2 separate regions of the Mus musculus genome follow, and region 2 is linked to region 1. The links are chromatin contacts, called in public promoter capture Hi-C maps. All regions are on one chromosome and are shown on one strand. Each heading gives the region's core, a stretch centred on a gene start, on an enhancer-like site or on the middle of the called end of the contact. The rest is flanking DNA. Distances are from core to core; before and after follow the strand shown. Region 1 holds the start of Igfbp3 (insulin-like growth factor binding protein 3). Region 2 has its middle 66 kb from the start of Gm36565.

Region 1 (5,958 bases), core at 1,992-4,491:
ACAGCACACCGTTCTGGGGATTCTGTCATCCGCCTGCTCTGGTTTCATGTTAAATATCTCACTTCTGGGACCCATAAGCAGGCATGCTAGAGAAGTTTATTTCTGAGGAGCTTGTACATCTTTCAACTTCAAGGTCCATGTGGAGTCTGTGTTTTGGGTGGGAGGGGCATCTTCTTGGGTGCACCCTCTCCCCCTTCAGCAGTGGAGCACACAGAATACAGATAGCACCAACGTATCACCCACAGCTTAGACCTCTAGGTGCTAAAGTGTATTCAATCCTTGAAGATGGGGAGAGGGGAGGCGGGAAGAAAAGCCTCCTAGCTTTCATAACCCAAGGTGCTAAGGGAGCCGGTCCTAACTGATAGGAACGCTGGAAGGTGAACAGATTAATTGAATCTAAGTATGTGACTAAATTTGTGGCTGACCACTCCATTTGCAGTAAGATATCCCCCCCGCCCCAGGGGGGACCCAAGGCCAGATAATTGGCCCCCAACTCTCAACTCTGAGCTTTACAGCTTTAGGTTTAAGCTTCAGATCATGACCATAGAATTCCTTCCCTCCTGACAAAGGGGCTTTAATAGCTTTCTGAGCATGGAGTCCCAGTTGGCATCTGGTTCTGAATTTATTCTGTCTGGGTGCAAAGTTCAGGGCCCCAGCTGGCCTCTCTTTTTTGATTTGGCCTCTCAGGAAATGCCAGGCTGAGGCATCCTGCCCACGAGGAAGCTCTGGGCCTCTGGCCAAGAGCTAATGCTTCGTTTGCTAGAAACCGTCGGAGGTCGCAGCTTCTCCCATCTCTCAGAGGAACTGGCGTGCAGGATCCCAGAAGGCCCTCTTGCCCAAGGAGCCTGAGTTTCTCATCTACCAAACGGCTCCCTGAGACTCGGCTGCAAACCCTCAATGACCTCTTGCCCCCGCAAGCAAAATTCCTCGGGTCTAGACTAGCACCTGGCGGAGGAGAGCCATGATTCAATTTGTAGACTTGGTTTCAATTTGCTTGAATCTTTGTGGGTTTTTTTTTTTTTGAAAGTACAGGGACAAAGGAAATGCTAATATGTAAATGATTGTATTTGTATTTATCTTCCAAGAAGCTGAGTAATTTCTTAAACGTCCCTTTTTTCCTTCTCTTTGTTCTCCTTAGATAGCTGACTACAATAGAACTATTAAATAGGGAATTGTGAATTGTGTCACAGAACTATATTTTTTCCTTCAATGGATATTGAAGCCTCCAAACTCTTTTGTAATTAAAGCTCACATCAATTTTTACTACAGTGTTCAATGGTGATTATTAATAGAGGTCATTAAGGCTTAACTCAAAATAGCAATGCTAGTATTTCTTAAGATTGCTTTTGGTATACCACAGAACGCACTAGAAGTTAAAGACACACAGGCAAATGGCATGATTTTGCCTTTGTCTGAGTCAGCGAAACAACTGGAATCTTGCTTTGCCAGGAATCCAATGCTTCTCGGGGATGAACATACCAGGACTTGCCTGTACCCGGGAGTGTAGGTCAGCAGCCACAGAAATCATAAAGAGACTCTCTACCCAGCTAGCCCTGGTCCTGGGGGCTCGATCTGCACCATCTGCCAGCCTGGTGTGGGAAACCGGAGAATTCTAGCCTTCAGATGTTCAGGGCAAGAACTTGACTCACATAACTAAGCGAGACTGGCTAGGAATGCTGGCCATTTAGAGCAACAGCTAAGAATGCTGGCCATTTAGAGCAACAGCTGCCAAATCCATTTAAATGTTTCTGTTTTGTTTTGTTTTTTCCTTAAAGGAACGAAGGATGCCCTTAGAGTGACTGCCTGCTTGGTAGGGCTTGCAGCAGGAGAGGTAACTGTTAAACGTTTGCATTTTTCTCATTGGCGCTGTCGCTGTCCCCACTGCTGCTGCTGCTGCACCTAGGTCGAATTAGAAAGAGTAACATTCCTGGGTCGTACTTCGCATTTCTAGTCTCTGCTTTGGCAGGGAACCGGCCTGAGTCTGCATCCTCTGCACCAAATGCAGTCTCTGAATCTGGAAGGCGCTGCTGCAGAGCATAGGATGGCGCCTATGGGGCCCGAACCGGGCTCAAACCTTTTTGCAGCTCCTGGTGACACTGAGCAGTTTTGAACTTTAGGTTTCACAGTTTCAAAGACACCAGTGCTCTTAATTTCATCTCGTTAGTTTTTGGATAAATTGGGACACAATCCTGCGTTGCCAATTAGCCCGTGCAAATGATAGGATGTTTCAAGACAGGTACTGTTTCCAACAGCGTGGCTGCCTGCAAATACCTTCATGGTCCGGATCCAACCCGGGATTCCTACACTCAAGCTTCCCTGGGATAGACGCGCTCCTTCCCAATTTATGAGGAATGAAAACCCAGGTCAACAGCTGGGTTACACAGACCTAAACCTGGGTATCCCCGCTCAGCGAGGAGACTCTCCAGTGACTGGGATCTGTCCACTGGCAGTCTCCCTTGCTACCCGCTCGTCCTGGCACTGAATTCTACCTATTTTCACAGAGCGCATTTTGCAACTTATAAGAAAAGCTGTACTTTGAGAACCAAGCAAGAGGAAAAATGGGTTCAGTGCCTCACTCCGCCTCCCAGGGTCCATTTTCCAACCTTCAATATGAGCCAAGACAAACATCTGAAGATACACTCCCTGCCACCCTCGTCGGGTCCCAGGGAGTTGCGCGTGGCGCACGTGGCAGGGACAGCTTACCTGGAGCAGGTTGGGAGGGGAGGTAGGTGCTTAGGCTGCCTGCAGCGCTGGCGTTGGCGCAGAACCCGCGGCCATTCAGCAGCGCCCTCAGCGGGTACTGCTCCGCGGGCCGCGGCTGGCAGCGGAGGCCGGTGCCACAGCGCTCCGTGTAGACGCCGCACGCGTCGCCTTCGCGCAGCGCGCAAGTCAGGCAGCAGCCGCAGCCGGGCTCTCGCACCAGCTCCGTGCACGCGGGCGCGGTGGGCGGAGGCGCGCACTGGGACAGCGCACGCGCGTCGCACGGTTCGCAGCGCACCACGGGGCCCGCGCCCACCGCGCCCGCGCCAGCTCGCGCCACCGGCGGTCCGCGGAGCAGAGTGAGGGCAGTGAGCGCAGCCGCCCAGAGCGCGGGGCGCGCGGGATGCATGGCGCCGGGTGGACGGCTCGGTGGAGGGGAGCGGAGTGGAGCACGCGGGATGAGGCGGCGGGATGAGGCGGCGGGATGGGAGCAGCGAGCAAGCAGGTCCTCAGCGCCCAGTCGCCGCTCTAAGCTCGCATCTGGGCAGCCCGGGCGCGCAGGCCGATATATAGAAGCCGGGGTGGCGGAGGACACGCCCCGGAACGGCGAGGGTGGGGGGTGGGCCGGCGCAGGCTCCGCTCCGGGGCCCGCGCCTCCCGACGAAGCGGGAACGAGGACGGGGGCGCGCTGCGCGCGTCTTCACCGGGCACCTGCTCTCTGTGCGCACGCCCTGTATCAGGGCCACCTCTTCACGGGTAACCACAGGCGCTCCAGGCCACCTTGCGTCTCTAGAGTCCCAGCCACTCCAGGGACTCTGGTCTTCTCTTCCTTCAATGACTCCCAGCCAATTTGGCGTCCCGGACCCTATAGCCCCTCCCCCTGGATGGCTGGCTAAGCTGGCCTTTCCAGGGATGGTTTATGTTTGGGAAGCTGGCCCGGACCCATTCAGCGCCTGTGTACTTTGTAAAGTTCCCGCAATGGAATTCCTCGTGTAGGGTATGCTGTATTAGGCATTTCCCAGCGAGAACGCGCAGATCACTTTGAGGTCTGGAGAACCTTAGAGCTCGAGGTTTAAATCTGCACCACGGGCCACTTTAGCTCCCAGAGTCTCAGCACCGCACAACCTCACGCTGACAGCTATGGGCGCAAAGGATTTGCTTTTCAAGGAGGTAGGGACTCAAAATACTCAAATACGTCGTTGCACTTTCCCAGATAGGAGTGAGGACAGTTTTTTTCTTTTTAAAGATGAGAAGTTCCTCTAGTTCTTGTTTGGGAGAATCTTTTTAGCGGACGCATCTGCGTTAAAATAACTACTGAGACACTGAAGCATGCATGATTAGTAGCCAAGCAGCCCTTAAAATGAATACTGTTCACAACGAGTTTTAGTCATCGTTGGACCCCTATACCAACTTCTGATGTGCTCCAGTGCAGACTGGAGTTCTTGCTAATCCGTTCATTCTGACTTGAAATCCAGGCGCAATAGCGCAGCTATTGAGTTCTTTTGTACGAGTCTCTCCAAAGTCTGCACGCTCCTCCTATAGGTGACCAACAGAGGACGCTGGTGGTCCAGAATTGAATCGACAGACTTCGCGGTTTATTTATTTATTTAAAACAATTCGTGGATGAGTGGTGGGAACTTGAGAGACCGACTTGGAAGGAGACTTTCCTGGATACTCTTGAGTTGTTTACCATAGGCTGGGGAGATTGTCTTTGGGGAGATCTGTGCAATTTTATGCAGGAAGCAAATTAAGACGACTTCCCCCACATATCCCTCCGTCTATCATGTATATCTTATCTGGTGAAGTGGACATTCATCCACCCGTGTGTCTTTACATCTCCCTGTATCTGTGGCTCTCTCTACAAATTTATATCCCCTTTAAAAAAATTATGTCTTAATTTTAGTAAAATTTAGTTCTCCCTTATTTGATACTATAAATAAGAATGATAAAATTTTGGACCTTTACAAAGAAAAAAATATGAGACCCGTGAAGGCCAGAGCTGCCAAGACACAGCACCCCCAGTTTTTGCATTATTCCTTCCTCATAGAGTTTAGGTCGTGGCTAGAGTTAACACAGTCTACCAGAAAGTGTCCCAGTTGTTCCTTCTTTTTTCCCTATGTACTAACGCTGAAGAACAGGGCCTCTGACTTCATTGGAAAATTGAAAGAAAAAAATCCCCTAGGGTTACACTTGTTCTTTAAATAACCACAGAGACCTTGACTCCAAAATTAGAACAAGGTTTAGTATCAAAAGTGATTCTAGATGTGGCAGGCCTTCTCTCTGTTCGATACAATGTTACCCACAGAAGCAGTCCAGCACTTTTACCCAGATTTATCATCAGGCAAGGAGACAGGGGACGCCTAGAGTGAATGGCTTCTTGGAAAAGAGAAATCAACTTGGTTCTCTTCACAATAAACTGAGTTCTTCCATTCTTCCTTTGCAGTTTGAGAAATGGGCGCTTGCTCCACCCGGGACTCCTAGGGGGCGCCAAAGCGCCAGGCCTCCACCCGAGTTTACTGGCATCTTCGAGATTGCACAGGATTGGTTAAGTGTTTTATATCGACTGTCATCTCATTTATCATGAAATCTTGCACCAGCCAAGTACATCCATGGCACTGACATGAGGGGAATTTTGTTTTAACCTTTAGCTGTTTTCTTTTGACAAAACTTCAGGGCACCCTTTCCCTCCACCCAAATGATTATTTCAAGAAGGATTTGGATGGGAGAAAATGTAATTTTATGTTGACATGCTGGCTAATTATGTCAAACTTTAAAACTGGTGTTTGTGGTTATGAGTGTAGCATGTACAGAGATGTGTTGCTCCCCTGGGATGGTACTGGGCATTCAACTGTGAATAATGAGAGTGGGCAGGAATCTCACCTTTGTCTACCATATCGGTCTTTCCTCTTCTGCTCAGGGCTGGCCAAGCAAGCAGAGAGCCTCAAGACCTTAGCACTGTGGACAGCAGGCTCCAGATATCTCTCAGAATGTGACTGGCGTGGCTGTCATTCCTACTGACCATTCCTAGCCTTTGGTTAGAAGGTGCAGACTCCCAGGGGCAGGTGATGCTGAAGATCTTTGTTTCCAGGACTCAGTGTGACTCAGCCTAAAGCTTGAGAATTCCCTCCAGGGACAGGTGGTGACAGGAAGCTTCATTTTCCTTCCCTCAGGTCATCTGCTGGCTGAACCTCCCAGAATTACATAGTCCAGACTTTATAGGGACCATTAGCTGCCAAAAGTCATTACCACTAATAGCAC
Region 2 (5,958 bases), core at 972-3,471, 68 kb after region 1:
GTGGAGTGGTTGGTACAGAATCTTACTACATATCACTAGCTATCCTGGAACACACTGTGTAGACCAGGCTAGCCTTGAACACATAGATTTGCCTTCCCTTGCTAGGATTAAAGGTATGGCATATGCCACCATGTCTGCCTTGACAATCAGCTTCTGATTCAGTTGCACATTTTTAAGGCGGTGAGATCCACTGACTCCTGGTCTAATCATTATGCCCCTTCTGCTGCTTGCTTTTGGCTCGTGTTGCTCAATTGCTCTTTTCATGAAGTGGACATGAGATGTTTAGTGTTGTTGTTTAATGTATTTGGGATGCTACCAGTTTTCCTCAAAGCACTGTTTTGGCTTCATCCTTTATGACTTTTATAAAACTAAAAAAGATGTGCCTATTTGTTTGAAACATACTTCTCTAACCACGTCTCATGGTGTCATTTCACACATTTTTTTGAAGTGTGAAGTCCATCTGTCTGACCTCTAGGGGGCACCCCTTCTCATTTTGTGTTCTCCAATTCAGAAGATATTGGAAGTTTGCAAGCCAAAAGAACATGCTTTCCAAAGGTGAAACCTCCCCCCCCCCATGCTAAATGTTTTCACTACTCTCTTGTGACATAAAAAGCTCTTTCCTTTGTTCCTATTGAATGGCTGGAACATTCAACCTGTCAACGTTTTCTGACAGGCTGTGGCAGGCCCTTTGACCTCCTCTCTTCATTCTCTCTGGATTCTGGAAAATCATACCTCTCTTGGAACATGCTTTGTCTGTCCAGAGCATGTTCAGAACTTTTTTTTTTTTTTTTCTGGTACAAGTCAGAGACTTCAGACTCAAGTTTCGACCCATTTGTTGGAACTGTAGCTTAACTTCATACACAGAAGTAACTTTCATTATGATAGGTTCACTTCTGTGTTTGCCACGCCCCCCTCCCCCATTTTTGTTCTGTATCCTAAGTTCTGCTCTGTTCTGTTGAGGAAGTGGTTCTGGAGCTCCAGTGAATCACAGAGAGACAAGGGAGACACCATCTTATCACTGCGCCAGGGCAGGGGCTGCTGTTCAAATGAACCTTTGCTGGGTTACTTCCATTGGACCAAGTTCTTTGGGTGATGAATGTAATTGCAGAGATATCATGAGAAGAGAAAAGATATCAAGTGCGACCCCAGATATGACTCAGATTCCCTTAGGGGAGTCAGGGGGACTGAGCTTAATAAGAAAAGGAAACATAAGCTTACAGCTTAGGGAGACTGAGGCAGGGGATGAGAAGAGCCAGATAACATGTCTGTCACTAGAGACAGAAATGCCACCAGATGTCAAGTGATGCAAGTTGCTTTAGGGGTTGCCAAGGAGACTAGGCTAGCTCTAAATCCTCTGAGATGATTAAATCCATCTGAAGAAAGCTTGAGGCTGAGACTAAAAGAAGGAGGTGAGAAAGACCAAAGGCCTGGTACAAGTCAGGGAACGAACCCAGGGATGTAGTTTCTGTTGACATTGTGAGCAGTAACAGAAGCTCAGAGCATCCTGGACAGAGTTCTTCATGTTGCAGCTTCAGTTCTCTAAGCATTTGTCCAACTGGCAGGGCCAGTGAGGGAACAGCCAGTGAGGGTCCTTGCAGCGCTAGAGCCATACCTCCAGATGCTCCTGGCTGTCCCCTGAAGGCCACACTTGCTGCTGGGGCACGAGATATGATGAGCACAAGGAGAAAACTCTCCTGGGCTTACGAACTGGGTGTGACTAGAGAGAAGGTAGACGGCAGAGGTCCCAGTGTTCACTGATCCTCTCGACGTGGCACATCAGATCTCTAAGTGAAATCCCAAACATAGGCAATTGGTGTCTTTTCTTTTTTTGGTCAAGCCACATAACATCACGAAAAGTTGATTTTATTAGCTAACTGTGTATATAATTTTTTTTTCTACATATGCTTTGTAGGGTGTTTGGGGGTCTCTGAAATGACACAGGAGAAGTAAGCGACAGATCAATGCATCACAGCCACAGTATGTGGCTTCCTGAGCCACAATTAGATAAAAGTGTCCTGTTAAATTTTAGTCCCTGTTGGCACCGCTAATTATTAGTTTTTTGTTTACTTATATTCAATTATAAAAGAGAAAAGCATCTAGTCAGTTGGTCCCAGAAATAAATGAAGATAATGCAAAAGGAAGACTATGGAGAGGCAGTTGGGTTCCAGCTGTTCTGAATTTGAAATCCTTGAGTGTGGGAACAATAGCTTTGCAGTCACTGGAGTCTCGGGTTTCAAGCCATTAGTGCAGAATGCAAGCATAGACTTCAAACAACCAAAGAGAAGTCTATACAGGGAATTAGGATTACTCCCCAAAGTCTGCAACCCTGGATATGGCAAGTTCCCAGAGCACAATTGTTGCTCCTTAAGTAATTCTCAGAAAGATTTTGGTTTAGGCAAAAAAAAAAAAAAAAAGTCAATGCTTTTAAAGTTAAGAAAGGAAAATTGTAGCTGAAAAAGTGCAGGATGCAGAGGAATGTTAAAAATGGAAAAATCAGCCCAAGTTACACATCACAGAGTGATCAAAGCTTAAAACTGTTCAAAACCTTTTAGGCCGTACTCCTAGGTCATCTGAGTGCCAAGGTCAAGTCCAGGCAATTATTATACACCCTCTCATAAGGTGTTCTTCCCATTTTCTTCTGTATTTTCAAGAACTTAAACACAAACCGTAGTTCTTACCAAATATGAATGTCATGGCCAGCCACTCAAGTCAGATGCACTAATAGACAGGCACAGGTGGTTGTCACCTGCTAGTGTCTGTCATGTGCACATCTCCAGCTCTGGACCTCAGCCAGCCATGAAGGAGAGTGTCTGTGTAAGTCCCATTTTATGACACTGCCTTGGGTCTAGCTAGAGAGTAAGGTGCTGTTCAAAGCAGCTTTTCCAGGAGATGTGGTAGTTTGGATATGAAATGGCCCCCACAGGGTCACAGAGAGTGCCATTAATAGGAGGTACGTCCTTGTTGTAGTGGGTGTGGCCTTGTTGTAGGACGTGTGTCACCGGGGATGGCTTTTGAGGTTTCAGATGCTTAAGCCAGGCCCAGTGTCATTCTCTCTTCTTGCCGCCTGCTGATCTGGATGTAGAATGCTCAGCTACTTTTATCAGTGCTGTGTCTGCTTGCCTGCCAGCATACTTACCATCATGATGACAGTAGGTGACACTTCTGTGGTGTAAGGCAGCCAACCTTATAAGGTTTTGCTTCACAGCAATAGAAATCCTAAGTAAGACAGCAGTGGCTTAGCAGGCTCTAGCTTTCCTAATGCCTTGACTTTGGTAACCAAATCTAGCCCATCACTTTTCTTATCTGTGATGTGGAGAAAAGTTTCCACGTGTTGTTAGTGGGAGCACAAACGTTCTGTACTAGGCCATGTGTTCAATGGTGTATAGAAGGGGACCTGGTTTTGGAAACTGTCAAGCAGGCCTGATACCCTGTTTCTATTTACTTTGCATATTCACTGAATAAGAAAGGGCAGAAGAGAAACAGAAAGCAGGCAAGTGTTTCCCACAGCAGAGGTGACTCAGGAGCACATGCATTGCAAATGTAGGCAAGCGTGATGCCAAAGCTCCTGAGTAAGGGATCCACTCAGAAGAAATGTGGCTTAGATCAGCTCATCCTGCAGCCATTGGAGCCCTGACCATGGAAAATCTGATTCCAGAGGTCAGGGTAGGGCCAAGGAATCTGTGTTTGTAACCGGCTAGCCTGGTGTCGGTGAAGCTTTTCTTCCAGATTTCACATTTTGAGGAAACCCTAGGTCTGAGGAAAGAACAGGTCCAAGTAGGTGGAGTCAGAAAAACAAACAGAAATGCATGAGAGTATGTGCCCTACATTTAGAATGTAGATTTTGTTGAACGAAGTACAAAGCTTTTAGTACCATTGCCCTGGTGCTTTGTGGGAAATGGTCCTCAGCATAGGAGCAGAGGCTTAGTGGGAGGCTGCTGCAATGGATCGGAAGCCTATGGCTAGGGTCAGACTCAGCAGTAACAGCAGAGATGGGGGATTGGTGTTACGGCTCAGAAATGGTCCTGTCAGGGCTTGCCTGGGTCTGGGATCCAGCATGTGTAGGAGAGGAGGGCTGTAGATGAGGATTCTATGGTGGTGGTTCCTAATACATAGGTTGTGGCCCCTTGCGGGTGTCAAATATCAAATATCTTCATATCAGATATTTACATTATAATTCATAATGGTAGCAAAATAAAAGTTATGGATTAGCAACTAAATTAGTTTATGGCTGGGGATCACCACAACATGAGGAACTATATTAAAGGGTCGAAGCATTAAGGAAACATTAAGGTTGAGAACCACTTCTCTATGGGGTCTGAGCAACCTGCATTTGCTTCTCTGGCCAAACTCTATGTGGTGCTTATGAACACCACACAGTGAACAGGAAGAACTGTGTGGTAGGGATTAAGGGAATCATTTTTATTGCTCTCCTAGCTGTGGGACAGAGGGATAGCAAAACATCTGGCACACTAGCCCAGTGCATCATGCCTGGTTGCGAGCTCTCTGAAACTCCTGACTGCAGATATAAGACCTTCTAGGCTGCTCTGGCTTTCAGTTAGTCTTCCCCACATGGTTCAAGGATGGGAAACTCGCTCAACCATCTTTTTGCGACATCCCCTCCACGTAGCAGTGCACACTATCTAGAAATCACTGTTATCTTGTTTGTTTTGTTTTTGAAATAGAGTCTCAGTTCTTAATCCAGGCTAGGCTTAAATTTGTCATATATCCCAGGTGCCACTGAACTTATAACCCTCCTGCCCCAGCTTCCTGACGAGAATTATGTGTCTGGCCTATGAAAGCCACTGTTTTGGTATTACCTCTAATAGTCACCCTTGGTGGTTGTTGGAGTCATGTTTAAATGGGATGATGTGACAAAGAAATAAAAAGAGCATAGACCTTCTGCCAAATCCGGGTTTCTATCTTTGTTTCCTCATTTGAGATAATATTATTTAATTCTGCTGTAGCTTTGGGGTGTTTGTTTGTTTGTGTTTTACATTTGAAGATGAAGTTAGCACCAGTGCACAGCCTTTGAAAGATGAAACGAGTCAGAGCATCAGGAGGGTGTGTTCATCTCAAGGTCTGTGTGGAAAGGGTCCTTTCCTTTTTATTAATGTCTCCATTCAGTTGTTGTAAAACTGCTCTGTGAATTGCAAATTATTCTGCAAGTGAAAGATGTGGCTATGCACTCCTAAGGTTTCCAGCCCAGTTCAGAGCTCCTGTCTTTGACTGTTTTTATGTCTCACAGCTCAGCCATAGCTTGTCAGACAAATTGTCTGGTCAACTTGCATTTCTGCCACAGGTAATGAATCTTTCTTTCTTTTTCTTTTTTTTCCTGAGGGTGGAATAAGGCTGTCTTGGGTTTCACATTCCTTTGCTTCGACCAAGACGTTTCCTGCGGGCTGTGGAAGGAGGTGGCTCTAAATGCAAAGGAAGTCTGCTATTCACATGGCTGTGGCATTCCAGCAAGAAATCCACTAAATTAACACAAGAGCTGTGGTGGAGGGTGTGCACAGTTCTTCTGGTTCAACTGCAAAAATTCTGGATGTGATTCATTCAAATCTGCAAATAATCGTAGGACTTGATTTATAAGGGAAATATAGTAGCATAGGGAGCCTGGTTGGATTTGAGAAATGAAGAGGTCACAGCAGCTGTGTGTACTGTGTACTGAGCTCATGCCTGGGTGGTAAATGCAGGAGAACTTTCAGAGAAATACACAGCTCCTGGGACAACTGAGGATATCAGCCTGTGCTAACATGATACTCATCTCTGGCTCACTTGCTGTAGGGCACTGTGGATGCCTGTGTTCCATCCTCATGATAGATCACCCCTTATGACTTATCCTATCTTCCTGGGACAGCCTTGTCTAGCTCCTTCCATGCTGGCATTCTAGCCTCTGCTTTGTGCATCTGGAGCAATATGCCCACCATAACTGAGCAGACAGCTCAGAGAGGTTAAAAC

Evidence for each region. Promoter capture Hi-C pulls out the DNA fragments that hold promoters and counts their contacts.
Region 2: a promoter capture Hi-C map of the 3T3-L1 cell line shows a contact between it and region 1, with 3 times the contacts expected there. The contact joins the enhancer-like site here to the promoter of Igfbp3 in region 1. A contact is called at or near these places in 6 of 39 promoter capture datasets (the 3T3-L1 cell line, embryonic stem cells, liver and 1 more), 6 of 484 Hi-C or Micro-C datasets (adipose-derived mesenchymal stem cells, brain, cortical neurons and 3 more), 2 of 115 datasets of contacts at active chromatin or transcription factors (both in embryonic stem cells) and 2 of 9 other capture datasets (adipose tissue and embryonic stem cells).

What each region holds. Positions count from the first base shown.
Region 1 is chr11:7,210,682-7,216,639 of GRCm38.p6, forward strand. Igfbp3 (insulin-like growth factor binding protein 3) reads right to left here and starts at 3,242. Exons shown (of 5, transcript NM_008343.2): 1 at 2,704-3,242. The coding sequence starts at 3,109.
Region 2 is chr11:7,279,625-7,285,582 of GRCm38.p6, forward strand. No RefSeq gene overlaps it. Among named protein-coding and RNA genes, the nearest start is that of Gm36565, 66 kb to the left of the region's middle. Within about 2 kb of position 2,222, at least 18 of the 459 cell types and tissues checked have an H3K27ac peak or open chromatin away from gene starts, as enhancers often do.